Regions from separate parts of the Triticum aestivum genome. Here region 2 is linked to region 1. Evidence: chromatin contacts called from public Hi-C data. All regions are on one chromosome and are shown on one strand. The core of a region is the stretch at or near the end of the contact, and the rest is flanking DNA. Distances in the headings are between cores, read along the strand shown. Region 1 overlaps LOC123148873 (protein WHAT'S THIS FACTOR 1 homolog, chloroplastic-like). Region 2 has its middle 86 kb from the start of LOC123148875.

Region 1 (5,248 bases), core at 1,780-4,279:
CAATAGTCAGGCACTCATTTATCTGAAACTCTATTATTCACTCAGTCTCATGTGACTCTGCTTGCAGCAGGATATTTGTTACTGTTCTGTAACTTCTTTAGAGAGTTCTGCAACATAAATGTGTTACTCACACAATCATACCACTAGATGCTCTTGGTTTACCGGATGTTTTAAATGCATCACCAGTATTGGTAACAGTTTTAGCACAATAACAAGCTGCATCTCATCAGTACTTATTTGGTTGTTTCTATATCCCTTAACATGCAGAAAGCACCTGTAAATGCTCCAGATGCTGTCTCTAGCACATTGATTGTTCTGCTAATTTCTGAATTTGTTGACAATGCTTATCTACGTTCACTGTATGCGATTGTGTCCTCATGCTTATGTCGCTAGTGACTTCAAGTTATCTGCATTGGACTTTGATGGTATCAGACCACTTATTTATGTATTTAGGTGGCCTATTTCTGAATAAGCAGCAGGATATCCCTAGAGGTTGTTTGAGATGCCTAAGGGTCAGAAATGACTTCACATGTAATTGCACATCTTCAATATTTCACTTATTTAAGATCTAGTTGATCGGTTTTGAATTGGCACAAATATTATAATAGACATCCGGAGTCATAGACTAGCTGCTGGTAGATAGTATCCTTCATTTTGGTGACATGAGGATAACATAACTCACTGACATTTGTACTAACTTGATATCTTCCTATATTATTTGTTTTAGTATTAACTTTATAAACATAATGGTTATTTGGATAGCTGTCTTGATTTTTATCTCAGTAATATGAAATACTGCAGTGTTTAACTCGCATGCTTATTATCTTTTCAAACAATTGTGAGTCATCTTAGATATAGATAGTAGTAACATGTACACACAACTTTCGTTCCCTCATTCAACTATTCATGCTGCATCGCCACATTCATCGTGTGCCCATCGGGACACTGAAAGAAAGAATGAATATCAGGCCTATTTTCTTGCTTCAGAAGAAAATAAAAGTCTTGGTAAGGTTTATACTGTGATAGCTCATGATTACACCCTATGTCTGTGCGTTTTGACGGTCACCACACTTCTTTGCTACAGATTGCCCCATTTCTGTTAAGCAAGACTAATGCGCATGGGCTATAGTCCTCACCCCACGCATCTTTGTAATCTACAGTGGCAATTGTTCAGCGGATGGAACTCACAAAGGGTCAACTAAGTGAAGATGGCCTACCGATCACTACAGGATCTTTATCCAGCAGGAACAGGTATGTGACAAGCTGACATGATTTTTTTGTCTTTTGTTAATATCTCATTACAAATATTGCAATTCAGCAATAAGGGCCAGTCAGGCTTTGTAACATGGGTTTGATTGATGTTGACAGATTATTCTGTAGCAAGTCTCCGGTACTGATATTGTTTTTGTGTAATTTGGCTTTGTGTCAGAATCAATACGCTGTGCACCAGTCAAGTATAGAGAAAATACAATGGAGTGCTTTGATGGATTGATTAAGGGCTGTGCAATGTCATCCTCCGAAAGCCTGTAGGTTACGTGATTGTGTTGGCCCTGAATAATGACTGACCAAATCAGGGAAACATGGCTTACTGTTGATCTTGGACCTTGATTCTACTCTAGGCATACAAAGCTGTATCAGTTTGTTATGCCAATCAATGCAATACCTGCAACAGGCTATTCATGGGCAGGTTTAAATCCCTTTCAGACTATCTTGAGTATGTTCTGATATTCCTGCATTGAAGTGGTTGTCAACATAGAATGATGTCTTAGTGGGAGATGCATATGTTAACTGCAACGCTAAAAATAGCTCTCAGTGGGATCATATGCTAAGTAAAGAAGGACCGACACAATTATGCATGGTGTGGACACATGGAGCCAAGTGCGATGAGGCCAACTAACTGGCTGCTGCTCAATTATAACCCCTGAAAGTTAAGAGCATGAACAGGAGCAGTGATTGGGACCAGATTCTGCAGACACTAGCCTATGATATATGGTCATGAGCCTGATCAGATGCACCGAGAACTAGATTTGGATGGCTGATAGCCTAGGATGGAGACTGGAGGCTCACCCTTTCCTGATCCTGTTTGTTTTTCTTCTCCTGGTAAGGGTAAGCATTTCTCTCTGCAGTAGCCTTCCAAACGATCTGAACCTTTGCATTAGCCTGTCTTAATACCTTTTGGCTCTACTATTATTGGCCACCAACAGCACATGCTTTCTTTGCCCTTAGCTTGGGTCACCTTCAGCCTCTATGGACCCATCTGGGTTTCCGGTTGATGCGTCTTTCTTGTATACCACACCAGTCTTTGCTTGCCTGTCCCTGCCCCTGAGTAGCATTGCCTGCTCCATAAACAACTTGTGTGTGTGGGTAGGGCGTGCCATTTTTTAAGTGCACTGCTTCAGGAACTGGCTTGCTTTGCCTGTATGGTTTTGCTATCTTTTTTTCCGGACCCTGCCTTGACTTTAGGAAGCTTCCACTATCTTTACTTGTGCTTTGATTCTCATACCAGTTACCGCTAGATTTCGACCTAAATCTTATATTATCTGCCGAATTAGTTAAGTAAAGAGTTCCAGTTTTTTGCAGCTTGATTTCTGATGAATGTCTCTGTTGATTCTTGCTTGCATTGAGAAGGTTCTCTGAATTGTGTTGTTCGATGTCTCTTTGCTCGTCTGGTCGAACGTCACAATTAGAGTGGCCAGTCAATACCGCCACCCCTGTTTCCATCATCATCTATCTGCCTGGTGTGGTGTCTATCCATTAGGAGTCCGACAAAGCACCCCATTTACGTCGTGAAACAATCTCTTTCGATCGCTTGAATGAACAAATCGGCGCCTAGCAAGCAAAGAAAAGAATCCTGATTTGAACACCAGAACCAGCTCGGCCATCTCCGTCGCTCTGGACAGATATTTGGACGATCTATCTATCAGCATCGCGCTGGAGTCTCGTTTCTTCCTACTCGTGCATCACAGCCTCTACTACTCTAGTATCAGGTCATTTTTATGCTTGTCCCATCTGAGAGGAAGAAAGTAATGTGTGCGTGGCGTGCATTGATATATATACGTGGAGGCGTAGGGGCCCATCCATGGTGGCGTAGCCCAGCCATGTGTTATTTGGTTGGTTCAGATTTCACAATCTTGGCATATGTATGCATCGAGGGTCAGGTGCCTGTCCCTCTCTGCATCCAATTTCTTTGTTTGCATGTCTCCATGATCTTTCTTTATCTGTACCATGTCACCAGGTAAAGACGTATGTATCCAAGGGAGGTTATTCTAGCCCAATAATACCCCAGAAACGACGATTTTATTCCATGTCAATGAGACTGAGCACGAGCATCTGGAGGGGGAATGAATGACTCCACGTTTAGCTCATCACAAGCCGGCCGGGTAAATCAATTTAGGTCGGCATTTAGATAGCTTCTGGGCTGTGGCCACGTTACAATCATCATACGCCTATCTTATTGGTTGGGCTCAGTGGCTCCTTTCTTCAACTCTAGGGCATATTTCTTCTTCCTTTTTCTTATCAATACAGAATTATACTATGAAGTTAGCATGTTGTACTCCCTCTATATCAAAATATAAGATGTTTTTTTTCACACTGTGATAGTGTCAAAAAATGTCTTATATTTCGATACGGAGGGAGTACCATCCACCCATGGATCGATGATGGGACTTGACGGGAGATGCTAGCTAAACAAAGCTCATTCCTGGTGATGTAACATGGAGTGCGTGCGTGCCATCTACTTGCACTGTCACAGGGGGGACGAGCATAGTGCAATACTCCATGCCAACTTTTTGTTAAATCTGAAACAACACTTGTCATTTTGGGCGCCTAATGACGTGCCATTTTGCCAACCCATGTACAATGACTTGTGCAAGCTGCATTGCCTCCCTTGTCCCGTGCTGGTCGATGGAAGCCACACCCGGTTCCCTCTCTCCTGCATCTTTCTGCCAGCAAATGTTTCTCGGAGCTATTTGCAGCAGTCTGTTGCCATGCGTTTTGTCCCTCTCTATCTTTTTTTCTGCCTCACGTTCTTTTTATGCGGTCCTGTTTTCAGCCTGCTTTCAACATTTGGAAGTTAAGATGTACCAGCCTGTGGATTCGGGTTTGGGGACGCTGTCATTGTCGAACTGCTGAAGGAGAATGGTCTTCTGCCTCATCTGTCGCGACAAATAGACGACATTGTCTTCCCGCTGGATGATGAGCTTCAGGAACCAGCATCCTGTGTTGCATCCTCTCTGCGGAAGAATGGCAGATCCGTAGACCTTGTACAAGACAAGTGTCTGAAATGGGTGTTTAAACATGCAGATCGGACAAGTGCTAGCAGGCTGGTTTTGGTTGGGGAAATCTGAGTGGGAGCGAGGCATGGTTCGTGTGAAGGCACTGTCTGCCAGAGAAGAATTTGAGGTCAATGCAAGCGAATTACAATAATTGTTAGTCAATCTGGAGGTTTTACTTCCAAACCTAGCACTTCTTTTCTTTGTTTTTGCTGTCTACCGTTGTTAGTCCTCCCTTTGCAACATTTTAGGTTGTGCCATTCATGTCATAGTATATAGAGTAAATATCATGGAACCATAATAACTGGTGCTTAGGTTAAGATAACCACAACTCCAAGAAATAATTATGTACTACCTCTGTAAAGTAATATATGATCTTTTTATATTACTTTACAGAGGGAGTAATTGAGATGCATGATTTGGATGGTGGTCATGAACCTGGTTAGATGCACTGAGAGCTAGATTTGGATGGCTTACCCAGAAAAAGTCAAGCAAATACAACGGATGGCCCGCCCTTTTCTGACCCTGTTCGTTTCTCTTCTCCTGGTAAGGATTTCTCCCCAAACGATCCGAGCCTTTGCATTGGCCTCTCTTATCAATACATTTTGGCTCTATTATTGGCCACCAACAGCACATGCTTTCTTTGACCCATCTGAGTTTCCAGTTGATGCGTCTTTCTTGTACACCAGTCTTTGCTTGCCTGTCCCTGTCCCTGTACCTGAGTAGCACTGCCTGCTCCATAAACAACATGTAGCTTCAGGAACACAAATCCATGAGTTATCACTGCTTCAGGAACTGGCTTGCTTCGCTTGTATGGTTTTGTTGTCTTTTTCTCTGGACCCCTGTCTTGACTTTAGGAAGCTACCATTATCTTTACTTGTCCTTCACTTTGATTCTCATAGTTACCACTGGATTTCGACCTAAATCTTACTACAACACTATTTTATTTACCGAATTAGGTAGAGTTCCAGTTTCTT
Region 2 (5,248 bases), core at 1,130-3,629, 260 kb after region 1:
TTCACAGTCCTCAAGTGTAATAAGTCTTCAGATCACACAGACAGGAAGACTTAAGTGATGCCTAACACTCTTTGGCTCTGGGTGTTTAGGGCTTTATCCTCGCAAGGAATTCTCTCTCAAAGGCTTCGAGGTGGGTTGCTCTCAAACGACAAAAGCCGTACTCTAACTGTGAGCAGCCAACCGTTTATGGTTGTAGGGGGTGGGCTATTTATAGCCCCTTGGCAACGCGACCTGATTTGTCCGAAATGACCCTTGGTCACTAAGGAACTGACATGTGTTCCAATGGTCAGATTTTAAACACACACGGCAACTTTATTTGGACTACAAGCAAAGCTGACTTATCCAACTCCGGACAAGATTTGCTCTCATAGTCTTCACTGAAGACATAGGATTTTGGTTAAGCATCACTTCAGTCATTCTGACTGGTTCTCTTGGACCCCACTTAACAGTACGGTGGTTCCTATGACTCAACAAAAAAAACACAGAACGACGAAACTGCTAAGTCTTCGCGCTCCATAGTCTTCACGCGATGTCTTCTCTTATCATAGTCTTCAGTGTGAATGTCTTCATATACCACCTTTGACTTCAATGTCTTCATACATTTTTAGGGGTCATCTCTGGTAGGAAAACCGAATCAATGAGGGACTTCTACCTGTGTTATCTTGCAATTCTCACAAACACATTGGGCCCTCAACTAGGTTTGTCGTCAATACTCCAAAACCAACTAGGGGTGACACTAGATGCACTTACACAAACGAGGAGTGATCGGAAAGTACCATACAACTTTTTGAGAAGATTTTTTTCCTGCCTTCTTGTATGGAGAAGCATTGCACACTGGACAGCTGGTTTTTTCCGCGTGCTCCCCCGATAAATGATACAATCGTTGATGCATGCGTGGTACCTAATGTGTGGCAAATCAAAAGGGAAAACGATTTTCTTGGCCTCCTCGACACTAGTAGGATACAGGTTCCCCGCGGGAAGAACTTTATTATGTAGAAACTTCAAGTGCTCATCAAGGCTTTTATCTGTCCATTTTTTGGCATTCGTCTTTAGAAGTTCGAGCGTGAAACTCATGCGGGTCACCTCGGGATCCCAACCGTCATACAATGGAGTCCTCGAGCCTACTTCAAGTTGCGCCAGCTTGGCCTCTTCTCTAGAAGCAGCTCTCTCGCTAATCGTACTCTTGCGAAGGAGGTCTCGAACATGAGGGTCCTGCACGACTGAACTTAGTAGCGTCAAAGACTGCGGCATGACCGCTGCCTCTTCTCCGCCATGTTCGGACTCTTCTTCGTCGTGTCCTGAATCTTCTCTGCCGCCGTCGTCATTTCGGGACTCTTCCTCCTCGACATGTCTGGAGCCATCGTCTTATTGTCGATCGGTCATCTCTTCGTCTAGCCCCATTGTTAGGGATATACCCCGCGGTATGACCCGCCCGGGCTTGGCGTTTTCATTGGCAACCCACCGTTAGTGGCGACTCACGAACCTGGCGACTCACGGATGGCCCTAATGGCGGGTCAGATAGAAGACAAGGCCCAAAGCCCAAAAGGCCGGCTCACGTTATGATGGGCCAGCTTAAGAGGAAAGAGATGACGAATATTTCCTTTACGAGGAAGCAAGACCCGGACTTGTATTCAACTTGTAAGAAAGGATAGACTAGTCCTAGTCCTACTAGGACTCCACATGTAACCCGCCCCTTCAACATATATAAGGAGGGGTATGGCTCCCCAAAAAGGGACAAGCAACAAGAAACAATAATCTCTAGGGCTAGACACAATTAGAGAGAACCGGCTTACCGGCGACTCTTTCATAAGCATAATGAGATCTAGCCACAAACAACATGTAGGGCTATTACCGGATGATGCTTTCCGAGACCCGAAGCTGTCTAAATCCTTGTCTTGTGTTGCGTCTCTCGATTCCGCTCAACCCCTCTCAAGCTAATACAAAGATGCGTTGGCCTCACGACTAAGTCCTCACATTAGGACATCTGCCGTGATAATTCCACGACAGTTGGCACCCACCGTGGGGCCTGCGCACGGTGATGATGAGTTCTTGAAGGGATCTTCCTAGGGATCGAGGAGTTTGCAATTTTCCGGATGAAGATTTTACAATCCATGAGATTGAAGTTGAAAAAGAATTAGCATTACAGTTGATCCGCCCCCGCCTGTCCTATGATTTATTTGATTGTTTTACAAGTCGCCGAAACGGACAGACTTCTAAAGAAGGTGTCAAATCTGAGTTGGCTGACTACTTCAGCGTTGACTTGGACTCGTCAGACTGCCTACGTTGACAGGCGTCGCCTCTGAGCCGCCATGGCCAAAGCTCGCCTCGTGGCCATGCATCATCGAGTCGCTGTCACTGCCTCTGCTTCTGCGCGTCTCCATCTCAATCCTCCACGGCCAAGTCGCCAGGCCACGCCTGAGAGTCGGTCTGCGGCGCGGCTGTCTCACGTCCCAAGGGGACCTACTAAAAATCTCGATGTGAAGTAAAGACCGAATCAGACAAGCACTCCAATTAGTACTATCTCAACTAGTACTCCTCAACATCTTGGAGGAACACTACGTCTATATTCATGAAGCAGTAAAACCGTATCAGCATGCTACTTTGGTTGTTTCCCCGATGCTACTGCTAATCAAGACCGTATCATCTGAGGACAGATGAGCTACACTAGAAACTTGGGCTGCATGCGCCCTGTCAGCTATGGATCAAGACGAGGACACGACTCTTCATCCTCGCCGTTCCGCCCCCGCCACCGCAGCGGTGCCTCACCGACGCGCCCCCGCTGACCGAGCCGCTGGCGCCGGTCACCTCTGTCCAAGCTGCGGCCCGCTAAGCCGCCTTGGCTGCTGCAACCCGCCGGCCTACCGCGCTTCAAGCCGCCGACCGCCGCGAGCCGCCCATGCTCCAGCCGGCCCACCATGGAAGTGAACGACTCGAAGGAAAACACAGACGTGATTTCATCCAACTGACCGCGACTCGGACTTGGGCTGCGATCTCCACCTCTGAGCAGGCTTCTGCGACCTCCTCTACTGCTACGTCGTGGTCCGCCTGTCGCGGTCACAACTGCTGTTCGGTGCCGGCCCTGATGAGCGGCCGAGCCACCACCGAGTCACCTCCGACGAGCCACCCTCGGCCTCAGTCACCTGAGCCGCCAGCTAGCGGGCTCCGAACTCCTCACCGCTGCTGCCGTGGCCGAACCGGCGCTGCCTCTTTCTACCACGGCCTGCTCACCTTCGCCGCCCTTGTGGCCTTGCTTCAAGCGCCTACTGCCTCCGTGGCTGAGACGAGGAACTTTTGCCACTTTGACCTTCCCGCGCCGACGCGGGTTTTCCCCCCAAGTCGTCGTGATGAGAGCCACATCCTTCACCGGCCTCACCTTCACCGCCGTGCCATTGAGCATCTGCGCCGAGTCGCTGTGTTCGCCTCGAATCGCCGGGTCCCGCTGGTTTGACCCCGAGCCGCCCGTGGCCATGGTTCGACTCTGCCTTTTCTTCTGCTGCAGGCACGGCCGTCCGAGCCGTTCTCGTGCTGCCCTTGACCCGGCCCGTTGCTCTGAGGGCCGGCACCTACTCATAGCCGCCGAGCTCACCTTGCGCTGAGCCTCCGATGTGGCCTCGGCTGGCCGCTTCCGAGTGTTGCCTTTGCCTCTGAGCAGCCCCGCTGGGTCGCGCTCGGCCAGGTCACGCCCGCAAGCCGCCTGTTGCTGCCCCTCCGCGCGCCGCACTTGGCCTCACCTTGAGCCACCCTGTCGCCTACATCACCACAGCTGGGCTCTACTTCAACCCGCCGCCTCGCCGGCGCCTCTGCACCGGCGTGACAACGACGCCTCGAGCTGTCGTCGTGGCCTTGAGTCGCCGCTTCTGAGACACCTACGCCGTTGCTTGTTTCCACTTCTGAGTCGCCGGCGCCGTTACGTGCTTCTGCCATGGCTCGTTTCAAGCTAACACCAGTAAACCGACCGCGCCTACACTGTCTCGCGATGGCCTGAGCTGCCCTCGTCGGTGCCTCGAGCCACTGTTACGGCCCGTCTCGTCGCTCACCTTTGCCTAAACCGCCCTGTGCGTCTGAGCCGCCTTCGCTGGCCTCCGTACCAACACGCGCGAGTCGTGCAAGGGTTAAAAGTCCTGGACGGTTTCATAAAAGATCTGTTAAGTTACCGCTGCTGTTGAGGGGAGTACTAGTTCTGCTTTTAGTGAATGTGTGTTCGTGCAAAACACCAGAAAGAGAATATGAGCTATTGAGCCGCTGGAGTTTATGCATCTGCTAAGTCGCCAGGGCGCTACTCCCCATGGATGACCTGAAGCTTATACATGGGTAACCAAATCAACGCATATATCTGGGGTATCCGGCAATACAACATCAAGTATTCATATGACAGATCAAGTCAAAAGGAAAGGGTAGCTGCTGGAGATGATCAGATGAGCCGCTATCAACATCAGACAGTTGATATGTTTTGATCTCAATATCCACGTTCATCCCACAAAAGAAAAATATCAGGTACTATCTTGTCTATTTATTTTTAATGCATATTGTTTTTATCAAAGAACAATTACTCTGGTCTGTGATATTTTTTCGCAGGACTATTGTTTATTACAAAGGTGTCGCACACCAGCATTATTTTTTGCACTAGCACTTGTCTGTGCCGTGCTGCTCGACGAGTACGTCCGCAGGTCGCCGCCCCCGCTACATCAACACGACGCGGTTGATTCGCCCGTCCACGCGGCTTACCACGCCTGCGATTGACTCGTTCGTCCACACCGGCTTACAACGCCGTGACCGGCTCATCTCTCTGCTCCCATGGCCGACTCACCAGTGATTGATTTCAACTTCAACATGGTGATCATCAACTCCGCGGTAGATAATTACTGACCTAACATATCCAGTGAAATCCATCCAGTATATTTTTATATTATATATTGCTTTCTTTAAAAGAGCAATTGCTCTGGCTTGCAAGTTCTACAGTGCAGGACAAGTTATATCACTGAGATGTTGAATGACTCATACCAGTTTATATCATGGTCAATATGGAGAATCTCAAAGCCAACTCCTCGAGTCGCCTTGAAACTCGAGGGCTACGATGACATGACTCAGTAAATGATTGTCGGTTTAAAGCATATTCAAGAACTCCGGGTCATTGGAGAGAAAAATAACCCGGCCCCGAAGGCTACTGCCTTATTGGCGAATATTTAAAGGCCGTCAGAAAATTTCCGGCTTAAAAAGAAGGATTCCGGCTCACAATGATGCTTCCGGT

The links. Hi-C and Micro-C count contacts between places; a contact is called where the count stands out from the background.
Region 2: a contact with region 1 is called in a Hi-C map of leaf, with 9 times the contacts expected there. The contact joins two enhancer-like sites. A contact is called at or near these places in 2 of 5 Hi-C or Micro-C datasets (both in leaf) and 1 of 1 datasets of contacts at active chromatin or transcription factors (leaf).

The regions. Positions count from the first base shown.
Region 1 is chr7A:639,928,337-639,933,584 of IWGSC CS RefSeq v2.1, forward strand. It overlaps LOC123148873 (protein WHAT'S THIS FACTOR 1 homolog, chloroplastic-like), which reads left to right. Exons shown (of 2, transcript XM_044568391.1): 2 at 1-260. Among protein-coding and RNA genes, the nearest start is that of LOC123148873, 5.4 kb to the left of the region's middle. Within about 2 kb of position 3,030, at least 1 of the 8 cell types and tissues checked has an H3K27ac peak or open chromatin away from gene starts, as enhancers often do. A contact at or near this core is called in leaf, where this site is marked.
Region 2 is chr7A:640,185,217-640,190,464 of IWGSC CS RefSeq v2.1, forward strand. No RefSeq gene overlaps it. Among protein-coding and RNA genes, the nearest start is that of LOC123148875, 86 kb to the left of the region's middle. Within about 2 kb of position 2,380, at least 3 of the 8 cell types and tissues checked have an H3K27ac peak or open chromatin away from gene starts, as enhancers often do. A contact at or near this core is called in leaf, where this site is marked.